2 separate regions of the Mus musculus genome follow, and region 2 is linked to region 1. The links are chromatin contacts, called in public HiChIP or PLAC-seq maps. All regions are on one chromosome and are shown on one strand. Each heading gives the region's core, a stretch centred on a gene start, on an enhancer-like site or on the middle of the called end of the contact. The rest is flanking DNA. Distances are from core to core; before and after follow the strand shown. Region 1 overlaps Gm6116 (predicted gene 6116). Region 2 overlaps Gm19583 (predicted gene, 19583).

The links. HiChIP or PLAC-seq counts read pairs in DNA pulled down with a chosen protein or histone mark.
Region 2: a contact with region 1 is called in an H3K27ac HiChIP or PLAC-seq map of extraembryonic endoderm stem cells. The contact joins two enhancer-like sites. A contact is called at or near these places in 1 of 39 promoter capture datasets (neural stem cells), 5 of 15 datasets of contacts at CTCF or cohesin (CD8 T cells, large pre-B cells, liver and 2 more), 105 of 484 Hi-C or Micro-C datasets (the 3T3-L1 cell line, the 63-12 cell line, the AML12 cell line and 62 more), 36 of 115 datasets of contacts at active chromatin or transcription factors (CD4 single positive thymocytes, CD8 T cells, astrocytes and 27 more) and 3 of 9 other capture datasets (adipose tissue, embryonic tail and liver).

The regions. Positions count from the first base shown.
Region 1 is chr5:74,956,023-74,963,005 of GRCm38.p6, reverse strand. Gm6116 (predicted gene 6116) reads right to left here. Exons shown (of 5, transcript NR_045866.1): 2 at 6,041-6,749; 3 at 700-767. It overlaps Gm52778 (a long non-coding RNA gene), which reads left to right. Exons shown (of 2, transcript XR_003955747.1): 2 at 5,477-5,726. Among named protein-coding and RNA genes, the nearest start is that of Gm6116, 10 kb to the right of the region's middle. Within about 2 kb of position 2,480, at least 50 of the 459 cell types and tissues checked have an H3K27ac peak or open chromatin away from gene starts, as enhancers often do. A contact at or near this core is called in extraembryonic endoderm stem cells, where this site is marked.
Region 2 is chr5:75,132,602-75,139,682 of GRCm38.p6, reverse strand. Gm19583 (predicted gene, 19583) reads right to left here. Exons shown (of 4, transcript NR_045792.1): 3 at 1-10. Among named protein-coding and RNA genes, the nearest start is that of Pdgfra, 16 kb to the left of the region's middle. Within about 2 kb of position 1,437, at least 8 of the 459 cell types and tissues checked have an H3K27ac peak or open chromatin away from gene starts, as enhancers often do. A contact at or near this core is called in extraembryonic endoderm stem cells, where this site is marked.

The DNA.
Region 1 (6,983 bases), core at 1,231-3,730:
CTGCTGATTGGGCTGTGTGGCAGGGGCTGGGAACAAAGTTCCCTTCTCATTCTTTAGTGATGTGCAAATGCCTCGCAATTGGCTCACATGGAGTAGTAGCTGAACTTGGGATGGAGACATGTTTTTGTTGGCAGGAGTACACATTCGACATCTATGTACATGTGTGTCTACTTTTTGGCAGACTGCAGAAACACAGTGGCTTTGGTCTTTCACAAATCTCTGTGTACTAGATCCTACAAAACCTCACGGTCCAGCCCAGTGCCTGTTTCCTATACGGAGTTTTAAAGGACAATACCATTCTGTGATTGATCACCTTTACTGCAGCCAGAGTACTCCAGTAATGAAGAGTAAATGACAGGAACCACTAGTGGTTACAGGCAACCCCCAAGACTCCAGGAGGGGCTTTATAAGTGGTCACCTAACCTGCAAGCGTCTATCAACAATGAGAAGTGAGGTTCCACCTGTGATAGAGTAGGGATGTTGCCTCTTCCCCCTGGGTCCCCTCTCTAACATCACGCCTTAGGGAGGGAGGGGGTGATGGAAAGGCTAGGAGGCCTTCAGGGGAGTCAGTAGGGATAGAATTAGAGATTTATTTATTCGAGATTTACAGGGTCTTCAAGTATGGTCCACACGGATCTTCATTCAGAGTAAAAAAATGTTGCTACTCTTTGGAGAATAGAAATGGACTCAGCAACATACATGTTCAGTGCATCCTTGGGACATCATGGGTCCTGTTATAAGTTCAGTGTGTCCCACAAAGCTTGAGTCTGAAAATGAGCAGAGAAGAGAATGGAGAAGAAGCAAGAGCCAAATGCTCTTAGCTCTCCCCTCTTAATATATAAAGTTCGGCCTATGTGTGCCAGATTCACCTTTGATCATAGTTGAGTTGAGTCCTATATATTCAGTCTCATAAAAATTATCGCTATTGTTGTTTTGAGATACTGTCTCCCTCCATAGCCCAAGCAGACTTTGAACTCTTGACTCTTGAGTGCTGGGATGGAAGGCATTCACTGCCAACACCCAGCTATTATTACTATTATTATTCCTACTGTAACTCCATGGTGCAGGGGTTTGAGCATGGATCTTACACAGTGGGCCAGTGCGCTACCACTGAGCTATATACTTAGGGCTTTTAGAAAAAATGATTGGATATTCAAAATACACATGGTGCTTTAGGGCTGTGGAGTAATTTTAGGCAGAACAATGCTTTGTGTAGAAAGCCGTGCCTTCCCAACACTCCCAGTTTCTTCTCTTGGTTCCATTCTCCAACCAGTCCCTTGTTGTTAAGGGTAGTTTTGGTGCAAGATGCCTGTGGACTTCCATCTCTGACACCCTTCTGCTCTGGGCAAATTTACCAAGTCTCTAAGTGCCATTTCTGTATCTGTCTCCTGGGGCAAGGTATGTGTAGCAGGGCAATGTTGAGGACTTAGAACTGAATCTGACTCGCGTGCCCATTAGATATCAGTTTGATTAGAAAATGCACACGTTCCAGTTTCTTTGTAATTAGTCCATGTGCTCCAGTCCCCCTCCTCCCAAAGCTGTGAGCTCAAGATGGGAGACAAATGGAAAAACTTCTTCCTCAGAAATTCCTCTGAGGAAAAAAACGTCATTCCTCAGAAATGTGTAGGCGTGAGCGCCATCTAGCTGTGCTCTGGGTACTTCTATGATCACCAGGCAGAAAGTGAACAGGCTGGGGAAAATGTCCTTTGATCTGTCAGGCGAAGCAGAGCAGTCCCGTGGCCCTGTGGCAGGAGAGAAACTCAGAAGGCCTGTGTCTGAGGATACTGACTTCCATGAGAAGGGACCGGTTGTCTTCAAGAATATTAAGGGATGGAAGTCGGCAGGCAAGGGGACAGTTTAAGATTGGAACACAAATGCAGGGGGCACAAAGCAAATGCTTGTGTCTTGTGAAGCAGCAGCAGGCATGTGATTCTAAAAGGGTGATCATTAAGAAAGGCCCCTGAGAATGTGGAAGAAGGCCGTAGAGATGGATGACCCTCCAGGATGACGCAGATCACCAGCTACCTATTAACAGAAGAGTGGCAGAAGCAAAATCCAGCACAAGATGATCAAAAACCAAAGGGAGAAGAGACAGACGTCGAAAGGAAGACTGGTTCGGTAGAAGTGGAGTTGAGTGTCTACCTCGGTCTCTGGCACCCTCTGCTCTCTATTCAGCCTGGGGTAGGATGGAAAAGCTTGACTGAACAGAGAGGCTCCCAGGGAGGGAGGGAGGAGTCAAACTGCAGAGAAAAAGTCACCAGGACCCTTTGGAGTTGGCTCTACGAGGAGCCGGTGCCTGTATTAATGCTGGGTTCCTGTCTCGCGTTGCTAACACCCACGCCGGCAAAAACAAGGCACCGCTCTTTCTCCTCTGCCTGTGGAAATCTACCTGGGAGCTCGGCAAACCTAATAGCTCAGCAGCTTCCCTTTTATCAGAAGCCTTTGCTGGCTGCTAGCAATCAGCCCTGCGAATGGGTGTGGCTGCCAAGGCAGAAGACTGTGGCTCATACTCAGACTGCCTTGCTGTCACAGTCCAGATGAATACATTGTAACTGGAGTCCAGCGACAACATTGTTTCAAACTGGCATCGCCCTCTTGATCCCTCCATTAACTAACTAGCTCATGCAATACTTAAAATTCCAAAGGGGAGATGTGCCTCCAAAACCTCCAAGGACACAGAGAACAAGACCAGGGGATTTTAAATGTCTGACAAATAGTAGGCACTGAATAAATACTTATCACTCTTTCTGAGAAGAGGAATATTTGACTTTTCCTCTTGTGTCTTTTCATTAATAGCTCCATAAAACCTTTGCTCAGGGCTGGAGAGATGGCTCAGTGGTTAAGAATGCTTGCTGTTCTTCCACAGGACACCAGTGACTTTCCAGAACCCACAGTAGGTGGCTCACAACTGTCTAGCTCCAGAAATGCCAATGTCCCTTTCTGGCTTCCATAGGAACGGTTTCCATTCCATGCCCAGACACAAGAGAGAGAGAGAGAGAGAGAGGGAGAGAGAGAGAGAGAGAGAGAGAGAGAGAGAGAGAGAGAGAGAGAGAGGGAGAGAGAGAGAGAGAGAGAGAGAGAGAGAGAGAGAGAGAGAGAGAGAGAGAGAACCTTTGCTGGTTTTGTTTATTTTGGTTTGGTGCTGAGGTTGGAGCTGGCAGGTGTCAGGCACGTGTTCTAGCGCCACATCCAAGCTGCACCGCACCTTAGACAACTTAGGAGAACTCTCAGCAAGGTCACTGAAAATTTTCAGGTCTAACTTAGGGCCAAGCCAGGTTAATTCTCCCCCTCTCCCTTCCCTTTCCCTCTTCTTTCTCTTTCTTTGTGCACTCTACCAACTGAGCTACATCACCAGCTCCTGAGTCATAGTTCTTGAGTTTCTATGATATGTCGATCACGTGCTACTTTCACCATAACAACACAATTTCAGACTGCTGAGGTGGGTCAGTGCAGGGAGGGGCGCTGCTCAGCACACTTGAGGATCTGAGCTCGATGCCTAGGAACCACACGGTAGCAAGAGAATTGACCGCTGAAAGTTATCCTGGTCTCCACATGTGTGCTGTGTGGTACACATGCCTATTCTTACATATGCATACACACACACACACACACACACACACACACACACACACACACTGAAAGTAATAAGCAGATCTGGAGAGATGGGCCAGTGGTTAGGAGTTCCAGAGGTCCTTAGTTCAGTTCCCAGCACTCACATGGTGCTTCACAGCCACTACAGGATCTTATGCCCTCTTCTGGTGTGCAGATGTACACGCAGACATAACACCCATAGACATAAACTATATAAACAAATACATTTAAAATTAATTAAATGATGAAAAGGTAATAACAATGCTCACTAATTCTACTAGAAGGTAGTATAGACAGTCTTTTGGCTACAGCAGTTTGTTTAACCCTTTGCAGAAACGCCATGTCCCTCATTACTGTGTAAAGAGTAAAGACTCCATGTGGTTGGGTGTTTAACCTAAGGCTCCTGAGCTCAGGATTTAAACCCACGACCCACAACTGTGCTTTAAAAGAAAACACAGAGACCTGCTATGGGTCCTCCCTCCAGGAAATACAGCATTACAAGGTTTCCAGAGAATGGGACTGTGGGTAGCCTCCTGGTTGCCTTCAAGTGTAGAGTGGGTGGGCAGTTTTCTCCTTATCAATCAACCAGGGTCTCTGGACTGATTCCCTGCGTCTCAAGGATGCGCATCGCAGGCCTTCCCTGGAGAGCCTGTCAAAGGGCAGTGCTTGTGATATGTTCCGGAAGGGGCCCTGTGGAGGAGTCTGAGAATGAATTTTTTGAACAATTTGAACAATGGTGGCACTTCAGGAAGAAACCACTAGGCAGCCTGCGCTAAGATGGACTTCAAGTCTGGCTGTTTGATGGGCTCTCTCCCATTTTCTCCTTGGCACATGATGAGATTTGTATATGCTACGTAGCTCAAAGACACAGACCCTGGCAGGCTCTGCCACTCCACATACCGTGCAGGAATGGCGTGTCCAGTGAGCGCAGGCCTATTGAGCTCTGTCTCCTCATTTCCAGCTTTTTAGGGAACACATTTAAAGCTCAGTGGATCGGGGTGAAGGGCAGATGGGATCAATCCCAGTGGTAGTGGGGAGGGTCACGTGTGCAGAGAGGGGCATGAGGTAAAGCAGCTGATGTTTAGAACTATTGAAAACTTTCTAGAAAATGGTTAGGTTCCCAAACGCATTGCTGCGGGTCTCATAAATGACAGGGAAGAGGAACGGGAGCCATTTGGACATCCTATGGTCTGGAAGGAATGGCTACTCTGCAGCCAGATGGATACAGGCTGCGACCCTAGTTTGGATGTGCAGAAGGGTTTAATGACTGAGAGCCGGACTCTTCATTAGTTAAATGCCTCCAGGGATGCTCGGAGTAGGGTGTGTGTGTGTGTATGCATATGTAAGAACACACACACACACATATACACACAAATGTGATAAATGAAAATGATGAAAATAATAAAATGATATAAATAAATAATAAAGCACTTCTCTATAGGAAGGCTATTTTAAGCCCTGAATACCTAAACATCTGCCTAGACAGGTCTCCTCAGCCCTTGCACACACACTGACTGTTCTGCAACAGAAACAGCTGGATACTTCCTCTTCTTTGGACTGTAGTAGAAAGGTAGTCATGGAGGAGGCAAGTATGGTGTTCCAGGCCTGCAATCCTACCACTTGAGAGGTCGTAAATTCTAGGCCAGCTTGGACCTCAGCCATTTTTGGGGTGTTGAGTTTACTTGCATGTGTACCAAGGCTGGCTGGGATGATGATGATGATGGCAACAGCCCTTAGAGAGCTCTGAACTACCTAAGCCACTTTTCTTGGCCAAGGTCTGTGCCCAACCTTCAAGGCTAGAAGTCAAATGCAGTTATATTATCTGCTTTTCACTGAGGCGTGAGTAAGGCCCAGAGAGTCTCTATCTTTGTCTTCTGTTACTCAGCAGGAGGACAGAATGGGAACTTGAATCATGTGCTTCTGCTGCCTGAACTTTTAACCACTGCTCTGGAAACGGCTCGCAGGAAGCAGGAGGAAGGACTGTGGAGACATCGCAGCACCGAGTGACCTTTCCCCTCCTTTACTGCCCACACTCCAGATGCCTCAACCTCTCTCCCGTGCACGTCTGCGGCTGTTCCACGTAATCCCAATTCTTTTTATCTTTGTCTCCAATAAATATTTTTACTCATATTCAATACTGTGTTTAAAACACCAGGCCACAGAAAGCCCTTCAAAGGCTAAGCTCTGAACACTTCTGAAGCAAACGTCAATACAGGGCGCTTTATCTCACAGCTGAATACAATTTCCCCCCAGATGTCGGTTGCCTTCGTGCCTCGGAAAGTGTGGATTTTTAGAGGTTCAGAGCTGGTTGAAACTACACTAAGACTAGAGGCTTTGGAGCCTTTGGAGATGGCTTTGGATCCCCATATAAATCTGCCACTATGGGCGAGTGACACACTTGTTCCTATACCTTTGGATGCTTTCCTCTTTGATGACCCTGGGAACTTACTGAGCCTGAGACCTTCCGCTATGCATCTTTGCTTTACCCAGCCTTTCGTATCTGAGTGCCAATGACTGCTCCATATGCTTGGGCTAGAAAGACAGGCTGGGTCCTCGGTGGGCGAGAGGTGAAGACAGCTCTGAATGGCTTCCATGTGTGTTCACCTAGGCAGCAGCCAGACAGAAAGGGAGTGGCAGCTTTTGGGTGCAGCTGCTCCGGGCTGTGTGAATCTGGGTGATTTTTTTTTTTTTTTAATCACCATTGCAGCACCCTCTAAGTCCAGTGTGCTGGCTTCTCTGTCCCCTGGAGTCAGGTCTCACGTTCCTGCTAAGGTGGCGACATCTCCTAGAGGTGTTAAGCTTTGAAGGAAAGATGAAAAGCTGCGCAAGCGCACAGCAGCCTCAGAGGGTCTCGGATGGCTGGCTGGCTTATTCCTCCCACTGCAGACTATCTCCTGGGAGCTGCCAAGTGTTTGAAATGTTGAATGCTTGCCCTGCTCCCTGTGACACCCTGCCACCCTCGCTCTCATTCTTCTCTGTCACTGTGTGCCCACCAGTACCCGAGTTGAATGACGACACCTTGAGCTCTTCCACAGAGACACGCCCCAGAATAAGCTCTTGCTTCAAAACATGTTTTCATTCGAGTCACTCAGGGCTTCGAAGCCAAAGCAATGAAGAAGAGAATCGGGCTGGGTGGTGGTAGCTCGCCCTCTTGATCCCTGGGAAGGCAGAGGAAAGCAGTTCTCTGAGTTAGAGGCCAGCCTGTTTTACAGAGTGAGTTCCAGGAAAGTTGACACTACACAGAGAAACCCTGTCTCACAGAATCCCCACCCCTTACCCCTGTCCTCAAAAGAAGAGTAGGGCCAAACTGTGGGCCAGTGACCTGAGGTCTTCCAACTCTTCTTTCTGTCTTTTTTTCCCTTCAATTCCCTTCCCCACCCCTTTCTTCCCTC
Region 2 (7,081 bases), core at 188-2,687, 180 kb before region 1:
GAAATGACTTCTGTGGGCACAAGAGGAACATCATCAAGGAACTCGGAAGTGGAATCTGCCTTTTCTCCCCTCCCTTGGGCCTCTATCACCCAGAACCTACTTTCTGGTGTTAAGTTACTCAAAGGCTATGGTAAAACTCTAGGGAAACTGACCAGAAACATAATGATAACATAATGATAACAGAAATGCAAAGCTGTTTCCCAAAACTTTAAAATCTGGTTGTTAAGAAAATAACCATTCTCTGGCTGTGGTAACATACACCTGCAATCAGCACAATCAGGAGACTGAGACAGGAGAATCTCTGAGAGTTTGGGGCCAGGCTGGGCTGTATGTATGAAACCAAGGGAGGGAAGGAGGAAGGAAGGAAGGAAGGAAGGAAGGAAGGAAGGAAGGAAGGAAGGAAGGAAGGAAGGAAGGAAAGAAAGAGAAGGAAAGAAAGAGAAGGAAGGAAGGAAAAAAGAAAGAGAAGGAAGGAAGAAAGTAAGGAAGGAAGGGAAGAAAGGAAAGAAGAAAGAAAGGGAAGAAAGAGAAGGAAGGAAGGAAGGAAAAAAGAAAGAGAAGGAAGGAAGAAAGGAAGGGAAGAAAGGAAAGAAGAAAGAAAGGGAAGAAAGAGAAGGAAGGAAAAAAGAAAGAGAAGGAAGGAAGAGAAAGAAGGAGGGCAGGAGAAGACTGTGGACATCTACCTATAATCCCAGCACTCCTCAGAAGAACACAAGGCAAACCTGGGCTACATAGTAAAAACCCTAGAGGTTTGGAGGTTGGGTGGGATGTCAGCCATTATTGTACAAATAAATGAAACAGATCGTTGATTGGCTTGAACAACAAGGACTCTTACTGGAAGGAGAATGTGGGCTCTTACCAGGTCAAAGAAACCAGCCAATCCCATTCTCTGGTCTCAGCCTGTTTCTAGTCCTGCATTTGTAAGTTATTGCTGTCAAATATCAAGGCCCCTTGCTGGTCCACCTCCCTCGCACAGGTTCTATGCCACAGGCACCCTCCATATACATTCTGACTCACTTCCTGAATCCTGATACCACCTATTCTTTCTTTCCAACTAGTGAGTCCCCAGGCCCTCATTTCAGGCCCTCTGCCTCCCTTGCCCATTCAGTGGTCACAGCCTCCTACTGCTTTGCTTAAATCTACTCTTCTTCGGTGTGCCAGTCACTCCACCAAACTGTGGACAACCCTGCTAAACTTCAGCTCCTACAGCCCTGTGCCCGCCTGTGAGTGGCCCACCCTATGATCACAAAATCAAGTTAGTTCTAGAACTGTTGCCAGAGGCCACCAAGACTACCGTGTACAGTGGTTGGCACGCTATCTAGCCCTGCCCTGGAGTTTTGCCAACAGTCTCTCAGTAGCCTACTGTCTGGATCAGAACCCAGACAACTCAGAAAACACTCGTCAAATGGGACATCACACTAAACTAGTGCTATGATCTCAGTCAGCCTTACTCTCCACAGTAGAATCAAATCCAAATAGCTATAGCAAGTGAGTTGACTTTATAGACATCCAAGCTCGGAGAAAGCAAAAGTTAACATGGAAAAAAAAAAAAAAACAAAAAAAACAAAAAACAGAGCGGTCATTTCAAAGTCACTTTCCTGCTAAGATAGGGACAAGCAGAGAACAATGGGAAATACCTGATTAGCCACCGCCATGTTATTTCAGGTCACTTCTTTTGTGTGCAGATCAAAGCAGGGGCTTCGTTCAGACCGTCTGTTTGGGAACTGAGGCCCTATCTCTAATCTCAGAGAGCCCCATAGACTGTGCAGTTTCTCCTTGATGACTTTAACTACAGAGAATCCAGTTGGATTATTTTTTTTTTTTCTATCTAAGAGCTTAGTCCAAAACAGTGGCTTTCGGTTCCCCACCTCGCCTCATAGCCCTCCAGGTGTGGTACTGGTTTCCCAGATGTTTGGTTTAAAGTCAGGAGTCGTCACACCTGTGTTTGTTGGTTTAAGATAGGACCTCAGGTGGCCCAAGCTGTCCTAGAACTCACTAGTTTTTTAACTTTTGATTCTCCTGCCTCCCACAATGGAGTACTGTGGTTACAGTGTACACCACACGTGTAGTGCCCGGGATGGAACACAGGGCTCCCTGTGTGATAGGCAAGCTCTGTGCCAAACTCACTGCCTCCTGAGCCCTTTTTGTTTTTGTTTGTTTGTTTTTTATTAATTATATGTAAATACATTGTAGCTGTCTTCAGACGCACCTGAAGAGGTCATCAGATCTCATTACAGGTGGTTGTGAGCCACCATGTGGTTGCTGGGATTTGAACTTCAGACCTTTGGAAGAGCAGTCGGGTGCTCTTACCCACTGAGCCATCTCACCAGCCCCTCCTGAGCCCTTTTTATCATTGTAGTTAATTCTTATCTTTTGTGTTTCCTGGATGGTGGTTTTTATCTCCCCCTGTCCCCTATCCCCCCACATTCAACCTTGAAAAAAAATCTCCATTATAACACTCTGTGACTAAAGGGGAAGAGGCGGGAACTTTACATTTTCTGGCTGAGAGAAGAGAGCAGGCCTAGGGCTGATGTTAGTGCGGTAATGGGACTCCTTGTTAACTTCAGAGCTCAGAGGGTAGGAGAGAAAGGGAGAGACCACAGAGTTCTGGGTACTTTTAGTTTGTCTAGACTGGGTTTCTCTGTGTAGCCCAGGCTGGCCTGTAGACCAGGCCTCAAACTTAGAGATACACCTGCCTTTGCTGGTATTAAATGCATTAGCCAACATGGCTGAAAGAAAACACCTTATCTGGCTGGACACTTTCTGCTGTCCAGGGAGCTGGCTTAGGATGGCAGAGCTATAGGCACTCTGTCTGAGTCCTTTCATTTTTTCCACCCTGAAATGTATTTTCTGTGGCTAGGGGGAAAAAGGAAGACCATTTATTACAACTTGAAAGCCTTCTCTCCCCCCTACCTCTGTCTGTGTCTCTCTGTCTGTCTGTCTGTCTGTCTGTCTCTCTCATATATATATATATATATATATATATATATATATATGTATACCATGTATACAATATATACACATGTATATAATACATATGTATACACATGTATACAATACATATGTATACAATATATAAACATATGTATACAATATATATACACATATGTATACTATATATAGTATATAGTATTATATATCTCCTTTTGTATATATCTTTTATATATTATATATAAATAAAACATGAAGCTTTTATTTGCTTGTGGTTTTTTTTAAAGTATGTTCAATAAGATAGGATTATATTTTTATTCTGTTGACTTAGGTATTGATTATGTTATTATACAGTGAATGGCAGAGAATAAGCATAAACTAAATATCATTCATCCTTAGTAGTTCTTTCTATGTCTTTCTTTACTGATAAAACTAATCTCATCCAGTGAAAGAAAATAGTTGAGGACTACATAGCAAAGCTGTCTCAAAAAAAAAAAAAAAAAAAAAAAAAAAAAGAACAAAACTGAACAGTAAAAAATAGACGTGAACATTTAAAAATACTTTACTTTGCTCAGAAATATTAGACTCTTTTACATAGCCTCTTAGTTAAATTAAATGTTTGTACGTTCTCATCTCCACACTGATGAATAATTTTCTATATACCTATATTAATTGATTAAAAAGGATTATGTATGCCGACTGAGCTAGTCTCCCATTCTCATTAAAAAAAACAAAACATTGTCTTGTGACTACTTTCACTGCATTGGATGTGGTACTGGAGTGTGCATCTTCATAACATCTGTCCAGAACCACTGTCAGGGACATTCTCCTTATTCAGACCTGTACCTTCCCCTCTGGAAACAGACCAGGGACCCTCTGTAGATCTTTGGGGTGTGTGTGTGTGTGTTTATGTGTGTGTGTGTGTACATACACTTTGCTCTGAGGACAGTTTTATTAGAGTTTTCTTTTTTTTAATTTAGTCACTTTACTTCCCAATATCAACTCCCCCTCTCCTCCCAGTACCTCCTCATACAGAACCATCACCCCACCCCACCCCACCCCACCCCACCCCAGTACCAGCTCCTCCCTCCCCTTCTCCTTCTAGGAGGGAGAGCCCCACCCCCACCCCGCTATCCCAGGCACATCAGGTCCCTGCAGGAAGAGACACATCCTCTCTCACTGAGGCCAGACAAAGCAGTCCATTTAGGGGAACAGGATCCACAGGCAGGCAACAGAGTCCCAACAGATGGTGGTGGCACACACCTTTCATGTCAGCACTCAGGAGGCAGAGACAGGTAGGCCTCTGAGTTCAAGGCCACCTGGTCTACATAGCTTCCAGGAGAGCCAGGGCTACACAGTGAAACCCTGTCTTGAGAAAACAAACAGATAAACAAACAAAAACAAACAACCCCTCCCTCCAAAAAACCAAGAAAAAAGCAAGCAAGCAAACAAACAGGCTCTCACCACATACTTCTAGCTGTCCCAGAACTCCCTTTATAGGCCAGGCTGGCCTCGAACTCAGAGATTCTGCCTCTGCCTCTCTGGCTCTGGCTCTGGCTCTGGCTCTGGCTCTGGCTCTGGCTCTGCCTCTGCCTCTGCCTCTGCCTCTGCCTCTGCCTCTGCCTCTGCCTCTGCCTCTGCCTCTGCCTCTGCCTCTCTGCCTCTGCCTCTGCCTCTGCCTGAGTGCTAGGATTAAAGGTGCTCTGCATGACACTAGGCCTGAGATTTTTGAGAGTGGGGTCACAATCAGGCATGGGCCATTTTGTGTTTTTCTTAGGTATCTGAACCCTCTCCAGCACAGCGTCATCCCCTTTGTTGGCTGCCCAGTCCAACTGCAGCTTCCAGGAACCCGGGCTGACGCTTCCTGCCAGGCTAACAGGTGTCCCCTGTGTAAAATCAAGTCGGGAGGAATATGGAATGAGAAAAGAGCAGGGCCTCATCATCTCATCCTTGGCTTCACATGGAGCGCTCAGCCTCCGAGGTTTGCACCTTTAAGAGATTTCTCCAGGCTCCGGGGGAATCCTCCTGAGTTAGCTACTAAAGTGTGTTTCAAATCAGGAGCCAAAAGTTCAGCATACCTTAGCACTATAAAAACGTGCATTTTGGCAGGGCTGCTGATATTTTAAACTGAATGTAATACTTTTCTTGTATAAAATATCTGGTTTCAGAAAAATGATTCGTTTGTGCAGTCATATCAGAACATTTGAGGGTCTCCTGGGTGCTCCAGGTGTGGCAGTGTTGGTGTCGAGCTGGTCTCTGTTCTCAAAGAAGGAAAATAGGCAGAGGTGGTGGCTCAGGCCTTTAGCTCCAGATCAGGGGGCAGAGGTTAGAGGGTTTCTCAAGGCAACCTAGACTTCACAGAAAGACCCTGTCTCAGAAGAGAGGAGGGGGGAGGGGGGAAGCAAGCAAGCTAATGCATGTTTGTTTGTTTGTGTAAAACAGAATCTCATTCTGTCTCCCAAACTGACCTTAAATTTACAGCAATTGCCCTGCTGCCTCCCGAGTGCTGGGATTTCATGTGTGACTACCATGCCTGGCTTAAATGTATTTTCATTTTCTTTTGGTTAGGGATGTTCTGTTTGTGTTGGGGATTGAACCTAAGGCCTCTGCTCTGCCACTACAGGTCTGGACTGTTTTTGTTTGTTTGTTTGTTTGTTTGTTTGTGGTGGTGGTGGTGTCTTTGTTTTTTGTTTTGCTTTGGGTTGGGGAAGATTGTGTGGGACTTTGTTTGGTTTCGTCTATTGTTGTTGTTGTTGTTGTTGTTTTTATTAGGTATTTTCCTCATTTACATTTTCAATGCTATCCCAAAGGTCCCCCATACCCACCCCCCCAATCTCCTACCCACCCACTCCCCCTTTTTGGCCCTGGCGTTCCCCTGTACTGGGGCATATAAAGTTTGCAAGTCCAACGGGCCTCTCTTTGCAGTGATGGCCGACTAGGCCATCTTTTGATACATATGCAGCTAAAGACAAGAGCTCCCGGGTACTGGTTAGTTCATATTGTTGTTCCACCTATAAGGTTGCAGTTCGCTTTAGCTCCTCAGGTAATTTCTCTAGCTCCTCCATTGGGGGCCGTGTGACCCATGCAATAGCTGACTGTGATCATCCACTTCTGTGTTTGCTAGGCCCCGGCATAGTCTCACAAGAGACAGCTATATCTGGGTCCTTTCAGCAAAATCTTGCTAGTGTATGCAATGGTGTCAGCATTTGGAAGCTGATTATGGGATGGATCCCTGCATATGGCAATCACTAGATGGTCCATCCTTTCGTCTCAGCTCCAAATTTTGTCTCTGTAACTCCTTCCATAGGTGTTTTGTTCCCATTTCTAAGAAAGGGTAAAGTGTCCACACTTTGGTCTTCGTTCTTCTTGAATTTCATGCGTTTGGCAAGTTGTATCTTATATCTTGGGTATCCTAAGTTTCTGGGCTAATATCCACTTATCAGTGAGTACATATTGTGCGAGTTCCTTTGTGTTTGGGTTACCTCACTCAGGATGATGCCCTCCAGGTCCATCCATTTGCCTAGGAATTTCATAAATTCATTTTTTTAATAGCTGAGTAGTATTCCATTGTGTAAATGTACCACATTTTCTGTATCCATTCCTCTGTTGAGGGGCATCTGGGTTCTTTCCAGCTTCTGGCTATTATAAACAAGGCTGCTATGAACATAGTGGAACATGTGTTCTTCTTACCGGTTGGGACATATTCTGGATATATGCCCAGGAGAGGTATTGCTGGATCCTCCGGTAGTACTATGTCCAATTTTCTGAGGAACCGCCAGACTGATTTCCAGAGTGGTTGTACAAGCTTGCAATCCCACCAACAATGGAGGAGTGTTCCCCTTTCTCCACATCCTCGCCAGCATCTGCTGTCACCTGAGTTTTTGATCTTTGCCATTCTGACTGGAGTGAAGTGGAATCTCAGTGTTGTTTTTATTTGCATTTCCCTGATGATTAAGGATGTTGAACATTTTTTCAGGTGCTTCTCTGCCATTCGGTATTCCTCAGGTGAGAATTCTTTGTTCAGCTCTGAGCCCCATTTTTTAATGGGGTTATTTGATTTTCTGGAGTCCACCTTCTTGAGTTCTTTATATATATTGGATATTAGTCCCCTATCCGATTTGGGATAGATAAAGATCCTTTCCCAATCTGT